2 separate regions of the Sus scrofa genome follow, and region 1 is linked to region 2. A link is a contact called in public Hi-C data. All regions are on one chromosome and are shown on one strand. Each heading gives the region's core, a stretch centred on a gene start, on an enhancer-like site or on the middle of the called end of the contact. The rest is flanking DNA. Distances are from core to core; before and after follow the strand shown.

Evidence for each region. Hi-C and Micro-C count contacts between places; a contact is called where the count stands out from the background.
Region 1: a Hi-C map of liver shows a contact between it and region 2, with 4 times the contacts expected there. The contact joins the promoter of PTPDC1 here to the promoter of FAM120A in region 2. A contact is called at or near these places in 1 of 5 promoter capture datasets (fetal liver), 1 of 47 Hi-C or Micro-C datasets (liver) and 1 of 2 datasets of contacts at active chromatin or transcription factors (alveolar macrophages).

What each region holds. Positions count from the first base shown.
Region 1 is chr3:43,317,892-43,324,499 of Sscrofa11.1, reverse strand. It overlaps PTPDC1 (protein tyrosine phosphatase domain-containing protein 1), which reads right to left and starts at 3,109. Exons shown (of 10, transcript XR_002342485.1): 1 at 2,981-3,109.
Region 2 is chr3:42,855,993-42,863,151 of Sscrofa11.1, reverse strand. FAM120A (constitutive coactivator of PPAR-gamma-like protein 1) reads right to left here and starts at 1,558. Exons shown (of 19, transcript XM_021088177.1): 1 at 1,021-1,558. The coding sequence starts at 1,494. It overlaps LOC102158199 (a long non-coding RNA gene), which reads left to right and starts at 1,791. Exons shown (of 2, transcript XR_302257.2): 1 at 1,791-2,482; 2 at 3,685-3,877.

The DNA of each region.
Region 1 (6,608 bases), core at 1,860-4,359, 460 kb before region 2:
GGAAGATATACAGATGGCCAACAAACACATGAAAAAATGCTCAACATCGCTGATTATAAGAGAAATGCAAATCAAAACTACCATGAGATACCACCTCACACCAGTCAGAATGGCCATCATTAATAAATCCACAAGTAACAAGTGCTGGAGGGGCTGTGGAGAAAAGGGAACCCTCCTGCACTGCTGGTGGGAATGTAAACTGGTACAGCCACTATGGAGAACAGTTTGGAGATACCTTAGAAATCTATACATAGAACTTCCATATGACCCTGCAATCCCACTCTTGGGCATCTATCCGGACAAAGCTCTACTTAAAAGAGACACATGCACCCGCATGTTCATTGCAGCACTATTCACAATAGCCAGGACATGGAAACAATCCAAATGTCCATCGACAGAGGATTGGATTCGGAAGATGTGGTATATATACACGATGGAATACTACTCAGCCATAAAAAAGGATGACATCATGCCATTTGCAGCAACATGGATGGAACTAGAGAATCTCATACTGAGTGAAATGAGCCAGAAAGACAAAGACAAATACCATATGACATCACTTATAACTGGAATCTAATATCCAGCACAAATGAACATCTCCTCAGAAAAGAAAATCAATCATGGACTTGGAGAAGAGACTTGTGGTTGCCTGATGGGAGGGGGAGGGAGTGGGAGGGATCGGGAGCTTGGGCTTATCAGTCACAACGTAGAATAGATTTACAAGGAGATCCCGCTGAATAGCATTGAGAACTATGTCTAGATACTCATGTTGCAACAGAAGAAATGGTGGGGGAAAAACTGTAATTGTAATGTATACATGTAAGGATAACCTGACCCCCTTGCTGTACAGTGGGAAAATAAAATTAAAAAAAAAAAAAAAAAAAAAAAATAAAATAGGATAGAACAGAATAGAATAAAATAAATAAGAAAAAAAATATTCTTTTCAAGTTGAGGCAGTTCCCCCTCTATTTGTAACTTTCTTAGAGTTTTTAAAATAATGAGTCAGTGTTGAATTGTGTCCAATACTTTCTCTGCATCAACTGATACAACCGTGTGACTTTTGTCTCATAAACCTGTTAATTTGGTGAGTTACATTAACTAATTTTCAAATATTAAACCAGCCTTGCATCCTCTTTCAGCACTGCTTTAGGTGGCCTACAAGTTTTTGATATGTTGAAAGTTCATTCAATTCAAGGTATTTCCCCCACTGAGACAAGTATGTCTAGTCTCACCACTTTTACTCAATACAGTATGGAGACAAGATTATCTTTATACGGAGGTGACATATCCTCTATGTAGAACATCTGATGCAATTTATTTAAAAAAATCTACTAGGAGTAAGTTAAGGTTACAGTGTATATAATTAACACTCAAAAACTAATATTTTATACAATAACCATAAATTATAAAACTAAAATTAGAAAACACATTTATAACAGTATCAAAAAGTATTAAATATTTAGGGCTACATCTGACAAAAGATGTGAAAAGGCTGTATACTGAAAACTGCAGAACACTACCGAGAAAAAAAAAAAAAGAGAACTTAAAAAAATGGCAATGGAGTTCCTGTTGTGGTGCAGTGGTTAACGAGTCCGACTGGGAACCATGAGGTTGCAGGTTCCATCCCTGCCCTTGCTCAGTGGGTTAAGGATCTGGCGTTGCCCTAAGCTGTGGTGTAGGTTGCAGACGCTGCTCCCATCCCGTGTTGCTGTGGCTCTGGCGTAGGCTGGTGGCTACAGCTCTGATTCGACCCCTAGCTTGGGAACCTCCTTATGCCGCGGGATCGGCCCCATAAAAGCCAAAAAGACAAAAAAAAAAAAAAAAAAAAAAAAAAAAAAGAAAAGAAAAGAATAAAAGGCAAGATCTTGGAGTTCCCGTTCTGGCACGGCAGAAACGAATCCGACTAGGAACCACGAGGTTGCGGGTTTGATCCCTGGTTTGTAGCCACAGAGACTTGAGTTTAAATTCCAGGTCTTCAATTTAATAGCTCTGACTGCAGGAAGACCCTCGATTTTCTCATTATATAAAGTGGAATGCCAGTTTGTTTTAGAGACCAAGTAAAATTACGAGTGTATCTGTGTGATGTCACAAAACTTTTCTAATAGTTAGATGGCCTCTGACATTCTTCCAACTCAGTCTATGAACGCCAGTTTGTTTTAATCTTTTAATACATACAACTATCACGGAAATGTTTCTCTTCCCTTAAAGCAGTGTTTCTCATCTTTTTTCCCCGTTTTCCCTAGGAGCCCTTTAGACATTTTCTCAGCTTCCATTAACATTTTAACGCCACAGATAGTGGGTGCATCTGCTCATGTTCTGTGGCCCTTTGGAAAGAACAAACCTTTTGCCGCGCCCCCCCCCCCCCCCAAATATGAGCACTATTACTCATGTTGAAAACGTCCATCCTACGGAGAGGTGACTTGGTCAAGAGCACTGCACAAATTAGGAGCAGAATTAGGTCCACGTCAGAGTCACAAAGTGATGGTCTGGCTCCCACTGTGTTTACTTATTTACTTCGAATTAGTTCCTAACACTTAGAAAACTGGAGCTTCTACAGGAGAATGCCCACATTCAGCTTCTAGAGATCAGGTCGGGTCCTGGGCGGGGGCCGGCGGAAGCCGAGGGCGGTCTCTCGCGCCCCTGCGCTGCAGCTCCAAAACCCAGGCCAATCCCGCTCATGGAGGTATCCTCCAACACTCACCACGTGAGGAACCGGACGTTAAGGACGCAGCTGGAGTCTCTGGCGCAGCTGTGTTAACCGCAGGTCGCGCGCCTCCAGCCCTGCTCGGCATCGGCATCCGGAGCCCTCGCAGCCGGAGAGCGGGTCAGTTTTGCAGCCTCCCCGCCGGCCCCGCCCCACTCGCCCCGGGCTGCTGGCCTGGCTGATCCCAGCCTCAACCGAACGCCAGGGCGTTCCGGAGGCTCCGCCGCCCCCACGGCAACCGCAACGCCGCAATCCCCCAGCCCGCCCGCCACTCACCGCAGCCAGGCGCTCGGAGATGAAGCGACGCTCCTCCGCTGTGCCGGCGCCCCCCGACGCCTCGCGCCGCACCAATCGCCGCTGCGCGCTTCCGCATGTGACGCGAGCTGGCCAATGGAAGCTCGAGACGGTCCGTGACGCGACTGGCTGCTCCCGGCGCTTTCAGAGCCGGCTGCGGGCGGCGGGGTGAGCTGGCTACTGCGGCGCGGGCGGACTGCTGGGCCGCTAGAGGGGGCGGGGGTCTGAGCGTGTTGGGTGGGCCCTGCCTTGGTTCTGCGTGGCTGCTTGTAACTGAAGTCCGGCTCTGACTCCAGGTGCTCTCTGCGGGCCACGCCGCAGTTCGGTAGGAGAAGGATCTCAAGACGCCCGTTAGCGATGATCCAGGCATGGAAAGCCAGTGGGTGCTGTTGCTGCAGTTGCTGTAATAACCTCTAGTCCCCCAGGATGGAGAAGGAATACTGGCGAACTGTGTAGAAAAACCTTAACATATCCACGACTCCGCTTCCTGGTAGAAAGAGCTGACGGGGAAGGTAGAAAACCCGTGCCTCACTTCCAGCTCCACGTCTCAAAATCCTCACTCACACAAGAACATAACTTAAAGGGAATATGGGAAGTGTAGTTGCCACATCCCCAGCCAAAAGGTAGATGGAATGGAACTGGTGAATACCAATTCACATTATCCACCATGTAGAGATGCCACTAAATGGCCTGGTGAAGGAGAGATAATCAGGTCTCGCTTTGATCCTCCGTCCTCCCCAGGAATAGTATGCAGAAGCTAAGGCTGCACTTGGTGCACTTCACTTTTGATCTGTTTAAATCAAAGGTGCATTATTTTAAAAAATGAATACTACATATAATACTACATATAAACCCTAATTTTAAGTAGTTTTACATCTCTTGCCAAATAATTCTGGCTTTCTAATCAAAATATTGAAGAAGGAAGGACAAAATGAAAATTAGGTATCAAATTTATTCCTGTGAGTCTGAGTAATTTTTTCTTTTTCTTTCTTTTTTTTTTTTTTTTTTTTTTTTGTCTTTAGGGCCTCACCCGCAGCATATGGAGGTTCCCAGGCTAGGGGTGGAATCGGAGCTGTTGCTGCGGACCTATGCCAGAGTCACGGCAATGCCAGATCCGAGCCACGCAGGTCTGCAATCTACACCGCAGGTGACCGCAACGCAGGATCCTTAACCAACTGAGCGAGGCTGGGTATCGAACCCTCAGCCTCATGGTTCCTAGTCAGATTTGTTTTGCTGCACTAAGACGGGAATTCCCTGAGTCATTCTTAAAGAATAAAATGGGGAGTTTTAGAGTAGAAGGTTTTGTGATGGTGAAAGTAAAATAGACTTCACATGCTAACATAATTTCTCTCATTTTACAGCCACCATAGGAGTAAAAGTTTCATTGTGTTCATGATAAGGAACAATATTGTTGATACAATTTTGTGGGTGATATGGACTAAAAACAGAGCTTTGTTCTTAAATTCTTGTAGGACCACTAAGAGAGCCACTTGCAAGAGAACTTTATTTTCACTAACTGATATTTCTGGCAACACTTTCAAAATGATGTTTTTTCTTAAGGAATAAAAAGGTTACAAGTTAGGTTACATTAAAATGATAGTTATTTAAGCATTTTTGTTTTTTAATACTCAGTCTTTTTTTTTACACCCCCCCCCATTTATTTGCTTCCCAGATTTGAATCTCTGAAAACTGATGTGTGATTAGACCTAGCTCAGTAGATCACTTTATGGCTCAGAGCACTAAAAAGAAAATTCTGGGAGTTCCTGCTTTGCTGCAGTGGGATCAGCAGAGTCTTTGCAGCTTCAGGACAAAGCTTCGATCCAGAGCCCAGCACAGTGGGTTAAAGGATCTGGGTGCAGTGTAGGTAGCAACTGCGACTCAGATCTAATCCCTGGCCAGGAACTCCATGTGTCACCAAAAAAGAAAGAATGAAGGAAGGAAGGGTGAAAATTTTTGATAAAAATATGAATGTTTAAGCCATATGTCTAACTTTTCACCAAATGCTTTCTTTAGTTAATACTGAAACAATTTATTCCATGGCACCATCTCCAGTTGTGTTCTCCTCAGTAATACATCTTAGCCTCTGTTTGACTGTCTCTCTGAATCCATCTACTGTAAGGGAGATAAACTGACAATTACTCTTGAACAGTAAGTGCTGCTCTTATTGAAGAACTTGTCCTGTTAGTCTAACTCAAGTATTCTGTTACTGGGTAGAATGAATGTTCTGGCATAGCAGTTATTCAAGTTGTGATTTTGTTTCCTTATAATCACTAGCAGTGTGTTTGAAATAAGCCATAATGCAAGTGTCTAAATTTAATATGAGCTATTTTTAGTAGTGCAAAAGCTCTGATTGCAGTTTTTTTTCATTTTATCCCTTAGTCTAAGACAGGCATGTTTACGCATATCTACAGATTACCTTAGTGAAAAAAATTGTTAATTATCTTTAAATAAATGAATTTCAATAATGTTCCAAGTTTCCCCCAAAAATGTTGCATCATTATGACACAAGAATGACACCACTGGAGTTCCCATTGTGGTTCAGCAGGTTAAGAATCTGACTGGTATTAGTGAGGATTTGGGTTTGATCCCTGGCCTTGCTCAGTGGGTTAAAGGATCCAGCTTTGCCACAAGCTGCGGTGTAGGTTGCAGTACCAGCTCTGGTGCTGCTGTGGCTGTGGTGTAGGCTGGCAGCTGCAGCTCTGATTTGACCCCAAGCCTGGAAACATCCCTATGCCACAGGTGCGGCCCTAAAAAGAAAAGGAGTTTCCATTGTGGCACAGAGGAAATGAATCCGATTAGTAACCATGAGGTTGCGGGTTCAATCCCTGGCCTTGCTCAGTGGTTTAAGGACCCAGCATTGCCGTGAACTGCAGTGTAGTTCAGAGACTCGGCTTGGATCCTGTGGCTGTGGCTGTGGTTGTGGCCAGCAGCTGTACCGTTTGGATCCCTAGCCTGGGAACCTCCATATGCCATGGGTGCAGCCCTAAAAAGCAAAATAAAGAAAAGAAAAAGAAAAAAAAATGACACCATCACAGATGCACTCTTCTCCCAAGGTTTTGATTTTTTTTCTTTGAAAATGGGAATACATTTATCTTTAATTATAAGATATATGTTTATCAAAAAAAAATTCAGGGATTTCCTGTTCTAGGGCAGTGTAAACGAATCCAACTAGGAACCATGAGGTTGTAGGTTCGATCCCTGGCCTCTCTAAGTGGGTTAAGGTTCAGGCATTGCCATGAGTTGTGGCGTAGGTCACAGATGTGGCTTGGAGCTCACATTGCTGTGGCTGTGGTGTAGGCCGGCAGCTGTAGCTCCGATTCGACCTCTAGCCTGGGAACTTCCATATGGCACTGGTGCAGCCCTAAAAAGCCAAAAAAAAAAAAAAAAAAAAAAAAAAAAGATTTCAAGAAAGGCAGAAAAGTATGAAGAATACTTTCTATAATATATAAAAGTGGTTTATATTGTCCAAGACATTTATCTACAAATATTTATTCAAACCTGTTTAATTTTTAAAAAGATCATATTATATACTGTTTCATAACCTATGTTTTTACTAAATATAACATAGACAGCTTTGAATAACAAAATACCACAAACTTAGTGACTTGAA
Region 2 (7,159 bases), core at 309-2,808:
CGAAGCTCTGATTACCTGAGTGCACAGCCCAAAGTGGCAGACTCTTCACTGTGCAGAGAAATAAATCCTGGAAACTCTGATTCACATTCTCTTCGCCCTGACTTTTAAGCTACTCGTTTCACATCACATACACAGAACCAAAGACTTTTTCACGCAGACTCTCAGTACAGAACTAACAGAATTCCATGTCAAACTTTATGGCTCTTTGAAATCTAATGCACACAAAAACCAATTTCTCGAAAAACTACCATCTTACAGGGAACCTGGACCCAGGCCTGAGTTCTCAAGAAGAGACCAATTCCTCAGGCCTTGCCCAGGTCACTGCCCCCAGCTGAGCCGGAGTGACCGCAGTAGGCAGAACTTCAATCCACCCTCAATGGATGGAGACCCCTTCCTGTTGCCAGCCAGCCCACCTGCTCCCACAAAAAAACCTGTTGCTGTTCAAGTCTTGCGAAATTCGAAAACGAATGTCTCATGAAAGTTGACGTTAGGAGCTTTAAAGAGTGGAGGAATACGCGGGATCTCAGCAAGGGCGGCACTGTGCCCTCCGAGCTTGCAGCTACCGCCTGGGGCAACCCAGGCCCCCAGATCCCGGGCACTCGCAGCCGCCGGCCGGACTCCAGGCCGCGCGTCCATTTTGCAGCAGGTCCGTCAGACAGACCAGGAGGGGAGAGGAACCTGCGGTCCCCGGGGCCCAGACCCCCACCGGGGCCCCGGCCCCAGCCCGGCTCCAACTTCAGCTCCTGGCCCGCAGAGACCCCAGATCCCAACCCCGGCCCAAACGCAGATTCCAGACTCGGACTCGGCCCCGGGCTCCAGACTCAGACCCAGGCCCGGACCCCAGACCACCCGCCCACTCCAGACTCCAGTCCAACTCTGACCGCGGACTCCAGATCCCGGCCCACCCTGACCCTGAATTGAAGCGACCCCGGCCGGCCCGGGCTTCCAACCCTGCCCCTGGCCGGCCCGTCGGCCCCTACCGACCCCGGCCAGCCCGCCCGCCCTCTCAGCGGGCCGCACCTTGACGTGGAAGCGGATGAGCGCCAGGCGGATGCAGTGCGCCATGCAGACGGGTGGCAGGAACCAGACCTTGGGCGGCGGGGTGCCCTTGTTCTGGACATGGCTGACGATCTGCTGCGCCGTCTGGCGCTCGTTGCCCTGCCGCTTGACCCATTCGTGCAGCCGCGCCTTCTCGAGCGCGCCGTTGAAGAAGACGAAGAGCTCGATGTTGCCGCCGAAGCAGGCCTTGGCTAGCGCGGCCAGGTAGCCGAGCATGTGGTTCCACTGGCCGCCGCTCACCCAGTCGGTGTAGAAGCCGCCGTAGAGGCGGTGCAGGCAGTTGTCGGCGTCCACCAGCAGGCGCAGCGGCGTGTGCGGGGGCCGCTGCCGCCCGCCGCCCACCAGGCTGCCCCGGGCCAGCTTCTGCAGCTCCACCGGCACCACGGCGCTCGGGCAGTGCTTCTCGATGTAGTCCTGGAAGCCCTGCACGCCCATGGCGGCGGCGGCGGCGGGCGCGGGGCGGCGGGGCGGCGGGGCCGGGGGCGGCGGGGCCGTGGCGCGAGCCGGGGCCGGGGCCGGGGGCGGGCTCTAGGGGGGGCCGGGCCGGGCCGCGGGCGCGCTCATGGCCGCTGCGGCCGCCATGTGCTGCCGCCTCCCAGGGCCATGGCGGGGAGGGACCTGCGCCGTGCGCCGCTCCAGGCCCAGGCCAGGCGGAGGCGGCCTCGCGCGGGCGGCGGCGGCGGCAGCGGCGGGGCGGGGCGGGGCGGGGCGGCGACGGCTGACGTCCGCGGGCCGGCGGAAGAGGCGGTGCCGCGGGGCGGGGCGGGCAGCCGGAGCCTGAGACCCCTACCCACACGATCCCCGGCCCGCGGGAGGGGCGCCCGGCCCAGGCGGTGCGCGGGGTCTGCGCGAGCTTCCGGGAGGCCTCGGGGCGGCGGCCTCACCTCCTCCGCTTTATGACCCCTAGAGCTGTCACCGGGGAAGCCTCCTCGCATCCCTGGGGTACGGTCACCCCAGACGGTCTTGTCCGCGGAAGCCAGTCGGACAATCCCTTTCCCGGCCCCGCTGCGAACCGCTCACCCCGAGGAGGCCACGTTGTGTCCTCGGGATCCGATCACCCTGAAGAGTTCTCATCCTGAAAGCTGGTCGCCTCGAGGAGGAGGCCCGGCCCGTCGCCGATGGCCATAAGAAAGCCCCATTGTCATCCCCTGCGCCGGTCATTCCAAGGAGGCCCTCTCGCGCCCCCGTGGACTGGTCACCCAGAGAAGGCCCCTTCCCGTCTCCAGGAGTCAGTCACCTGAGGAATCCGCGTCCATCCCCAGGAGCTGGTCACCCCGAGGAGACCTCAGCCTGACCTTGGGGTATCATCCCCTCAAGGAAGCCACATCCAGTCCCTTGAGAGACGGTCACCAGAGGAGGTCTCATCCCTGGGGTGTGGCCACCCCAAGAGTCTCGTCCTGGTCCCAGGGGCAGTCACCCAAAGGTGGGACCGGTGCCCTGGCGGAGGTGGCTGCAGACTGAAGAGTAGGCAGGCAGTAGACGTCGGGGTGCATCTGGGAGGGAGGATGGTGAGCAGAAGCCATTTGTCCCAAATGGAGAAAGGAACTAGACTGTGTGCTGGGTGTAGTCACCAAGTTTTAGAAATGATCTCCTGCTCTCTCAGCTTTAATCGCATTGGTATCTTTAATTAACTTAGAAAATAACTCTCCAGACTTGCAGTTGTTCATAAGGAGTGGAGTCCTAATTCTGAGAAAGTTAGAAAGGTGGCAGATTGACCCCACGACTCGCTGGGATTACTGCTTTTCTGGGAGAAATAGGGCTGCGTTGTAAGCGGAGACCCTCACTGGAGCTCCCTTTTAGGGAGTAGATAGAGTTCCTTAACAGGTAGTTCTGACTCTGACCCCCTCAAAGTGGTTTCACTACCTGAGGCTCCCCTTTATCATTTTCCCACCAGTGACAGGTTTCATGGACCAGACCCTGAAATAGCAGACACTCTATAATGTAGTAGACCAGTGGCCTTAGTGTCAGATAATCACTGAGGAGACTTTAAAAGCAATAGGTCTGTTACAGCCTGCGAAATGCCTCCTTGCTATTTAGTTCCAACTGTGAAATGCCTATTTTCCCTAATTCTTGCTGTCCTGAGGTTGTGTGGTCACTCCTAAGTTTAAAGCCTTGCTCTAGGAGCATCTTCTGGAAGGAGATACTTTCATGACTTCTGTCCCAGAGTTCTGCAGTAATTGCTTTCTTTTTTTTTTTTATTTTTATTTATTTATTTTTTTTTTTTTTTGTCTTTTTAGGGCTCCTCCTGCAGTATGTGGAGCTTCCCAGGCTAGGAGTCAAATTGGAGCTGTAGTTACTGACCACAGCCACAGCCACCCCAGATCCGAGCCGCGTCTGTGACCTACATCACAGCCCATGGCAACACTGGATCCTTAACCTGCTGAGAAAGGCCAGGGATCAAACCTGCGTCCTCAGGGATACTAGTCAGATTCATTTCCGCTGAGCCACAATGGGAACTACAGTACTGGTTTTTTAAATGAGTTTAATACTATAATATGCTTCAATAAGATGTTTAAAAAAAAAGATTAATGTCTCATAAAATGAAGTATTTATAAACTCAGAACTCTTAGGAGTTTGGAAGTAGTGTTTTTACTTACCTCCAATCGTATGTGTTCTTTTTTCTAGAAAAACCTCTGTAAAGGAGCAGCCGCATACAGCAGGTGCAGAGCCGACTGAAGCCTGCACCCATATAGGTTCCAAGAAGCCTCCATACTCTCTATCCCTGAAAAGACAAGTTGAATTTTTTCATTTCTTCTAACTTTGCCTCAAATATGGGCCAGTGTGATATATACATAAGTAAAATGCTCGTGGTGTTTAATTTTTTAAAAAGTATATTTAATTTTTTAAAAAGCAGACCTTGGAAGTTCCCATCGTGGCTCAGTGGTTAGCGAACCTGACTAGTCTCCATGAAGACATGGGTTCGATCCCTGGCCTTGCTCAGTGTGTTAAGGATCTGGCATTGCCATGAGCTGTGGTGTAGGTCACAGACAAAGCTCAGATCCCAAGTTGCTGTGCCTCTGGCGTAGGGCAGCAGCTACAGCTCCAATTGGACCCAGAGCCTAGGAACTTCCATGTGCCTTGGGTGGGGCCCTAAAAGACAAACAGAACAAACAAACAAAAAGCAGACCTTAAATTTCCTGTCGTGGCTCAGTAGAAAGAAATCCGGCTAGGAACCATGAGGTTGTGTGTTCGATCCCTGGCCTTGCTCAGTGGGTTAAGGATCCAGCGTTGCCCTGAGCTGTGGTGTAGGTTGCAGACATGGCTCGGATCTGGTGTTGCTGTGGCTGTGGCATAGGCCAGCAGCTGTAGCTCTGATTGGACCCCTAGCCTGGGAACGTCCTATGCCACAATGCGGCCCTAAAAAGCAAATAATAATAATGATAATAAAGTTTTTCCTTTTTTTCAATTTTTTGAAGACTTTAAGAAAGACTGGCGGGAGTTCCTGTCATGGCTCAGCGGAAATAAGTCTGACTAGTCTTCATGAGGACACAGGTTTGATCCCTGACCTTGCTCAGTGGGTTAAGGATCTGGCCTTCGCCATGAGCTGTGGTGTAGGTCGCAGACACAGCTCGGATCTGGCATTGCTGTGGCTGTGGTGTAGGCTGGTGGCTACAGCTCCAATTCGACCCCTAGCCTGGGAACCTCCATATTCCTCGGGTGCGGCCCTTAAAAAAAAAAGCAGACTTTGACAAATTAAGGCACTTACTCATCCCCAAAATTAGTGGCAAAGCCAAGATTATATGTTATTCAGAAATACAGTTATCCATTTAAAGCCACATTAAATACTAACACCCCAAAAATCCAAATTTCCTTCTATAATTCACTGCAAGTTCACAAGATTAGTAGTAATTTTATTTATTCTATTTAATTAATTAATTTATTTATTTTTGCTTTTTAAGGGTGCACCCACAGCATATGGAAGTTCCCAGGCTAGGGGCTGAATTGGAGCTACAACCTCCAGCATACGCCACAGCCACAGCAATGCGGGATCCAAGCCCCATCTGCAACATACAGCCCAGCTCATGGCAACATTGGTGTTGTTTTTATTTCTTTTAAATGTCCTTGCTTGTAGCATTTTAAATGCCCCAGTGCCGGTATCTGGGGTTCTGCTAATAAATTTATTTTCACCTTAAGACAGTGCAGAGGAATAAAGTTCTGGAATCAGACTACCATATCAGTCTGGTTTTACCTCTATGCCCTTAAACAAATTGCATAACATTTTTAAACCTTGGTTTCTATTATATGTACAATGAGGATATTAATATTTACCTTACAGAGTGTTATAAGGATTAAATGAGATAATTTGTAGGCCTACCACCCTGCAAATGCTCAATAAGTGTTGGCTTTTGTAACTATTACTTCCACATACTATAATTGTATAGACTTTATCCTTGAGAACATGGATGAGTTATCTTACTTTTAGAAACCTTAAAATTCATTTTTCTAAGTATCAAATTCATATATGCTTACTTTCCCAATTTAACCATGTAATTCACATTTTTTAAAATTTATTTATTTATTTTTTTTTTAATTCCTGTTGTGGCACAGTGATTAACAAATCCGACTAGGAGCCATGAGGTCTCGGAGTTCGATCCCTGGCCTCGCTCAGTGAGTCAAGGATCTGGCGTTGCCGTGAGCTGTGGTGTAGGTTACAGACGCGGCTCAGATCCCACATTGCTGTGGCTCTGGCGTAGGCCAGCGGCTACAGCTCCGATTAGACCCCTAGCCTGGGAACCTCCACATGCCACAGGAGCTGCCCGAGAAAAGGCAAAAATACCAAAAAAAAATAAAAAATAAAAATTGTTTTTGTCTTTTGTCTTTTTAGGGCTTCACCTGAGGCATATGGAGGTTCCCAGGCTAGGGGTCCAATCGGAGCTGTAGCTGCCGGCCTACACCAGACCCATAGCAACGCCAGATCCTTAACCCACTGAGTAAGGCCAGGGACTGAACCTGCAACCTCATGGTTCCTAGTCGGATTCGTTTCCGCTGAACCATAATAGGAACTCCTATCTTATTTTTTGAGTAACATTGTTAATGGGTGACAAATACTTTATATGATCTGCATCCTCAGTTCAAATTTAGGGGTTGAGTGAAGTTATATTTTTTAACTATTAAGGTAAAAGCAAAGACCTGTATTTAAAATTTTTAATAGAAAAATTACAGTTTATTCTTGGGTTTACAATATATGGTAATTAATGGTTGAGAACTTTCATTTCCAACCATCTTCATCTTTGAACAATTTACATAGAGCATATGAGAAAACTTTTAATTTTACCAAGAGACTGTCATACAACCAAGAAAAAAAAAGTCTGAAAAATAAACAAAAATGTTAAAAGGACATAGCCCCATATTTTATAAAAATTACAAAAATCAGAAATTCCTGTTGTGGCTCAGCAGGTTAAGAACCCAATTAGTATCCATGAGGATGAAGGTTCCTGGCCTCACTCAGTGGGTTAAGGATCAGGCATTGCCATGAGCTGTGGTGTAGGTCAGAGATGTGGCTCAGATCTGGTGTTGCTGTGGCTGTGGCATAAGGCCAGCAACTTCAGCTCCGATTTGACCCCTTGCCTGGGAACTTCCGCATGCTGCAGGTATGGCCCTTAAAGCAAAGACAAATTACAAAAGTAGGGTTCCTGCTGTGGCACAGTGGGTTAAGAATCTGGCATTAAAAAATAAATAAATAAATAAAAAAGGAGTTCCCGTCGTGGCGCAGTGGTTAACGAATCCGACTAGGAACCATGCGGGTTCGATCCCTAGCCTCGCTCAGTGGGTTAACGATCCGGCGTTGCCATGAGCTGTGGTGTAGGTCGCAGACGCGGCTCGGATCCTGCGTTGCTGCGGCTCTGGCGTAGGCTGGCAGCTACAGCTCCGCCGACCCCTAGCCTGGGAACCTCCATATACCATGAGAGCGGCCCAAGAAATAGCAAAAAAAGACCAAAAAAAAAAAAAAAAGAATCTGGCATTGCTGCAGCTGTGGTATAGGTCACAGCTGCAACTCAGATTCAGCCCCTAAACTGGGAACTTCCATAATGTCTTGGTTTGAGCCAAAAAAAATTACAAAAAGGAATTTCAGGAAAAAAGGTAATGATTAATAGAGAGC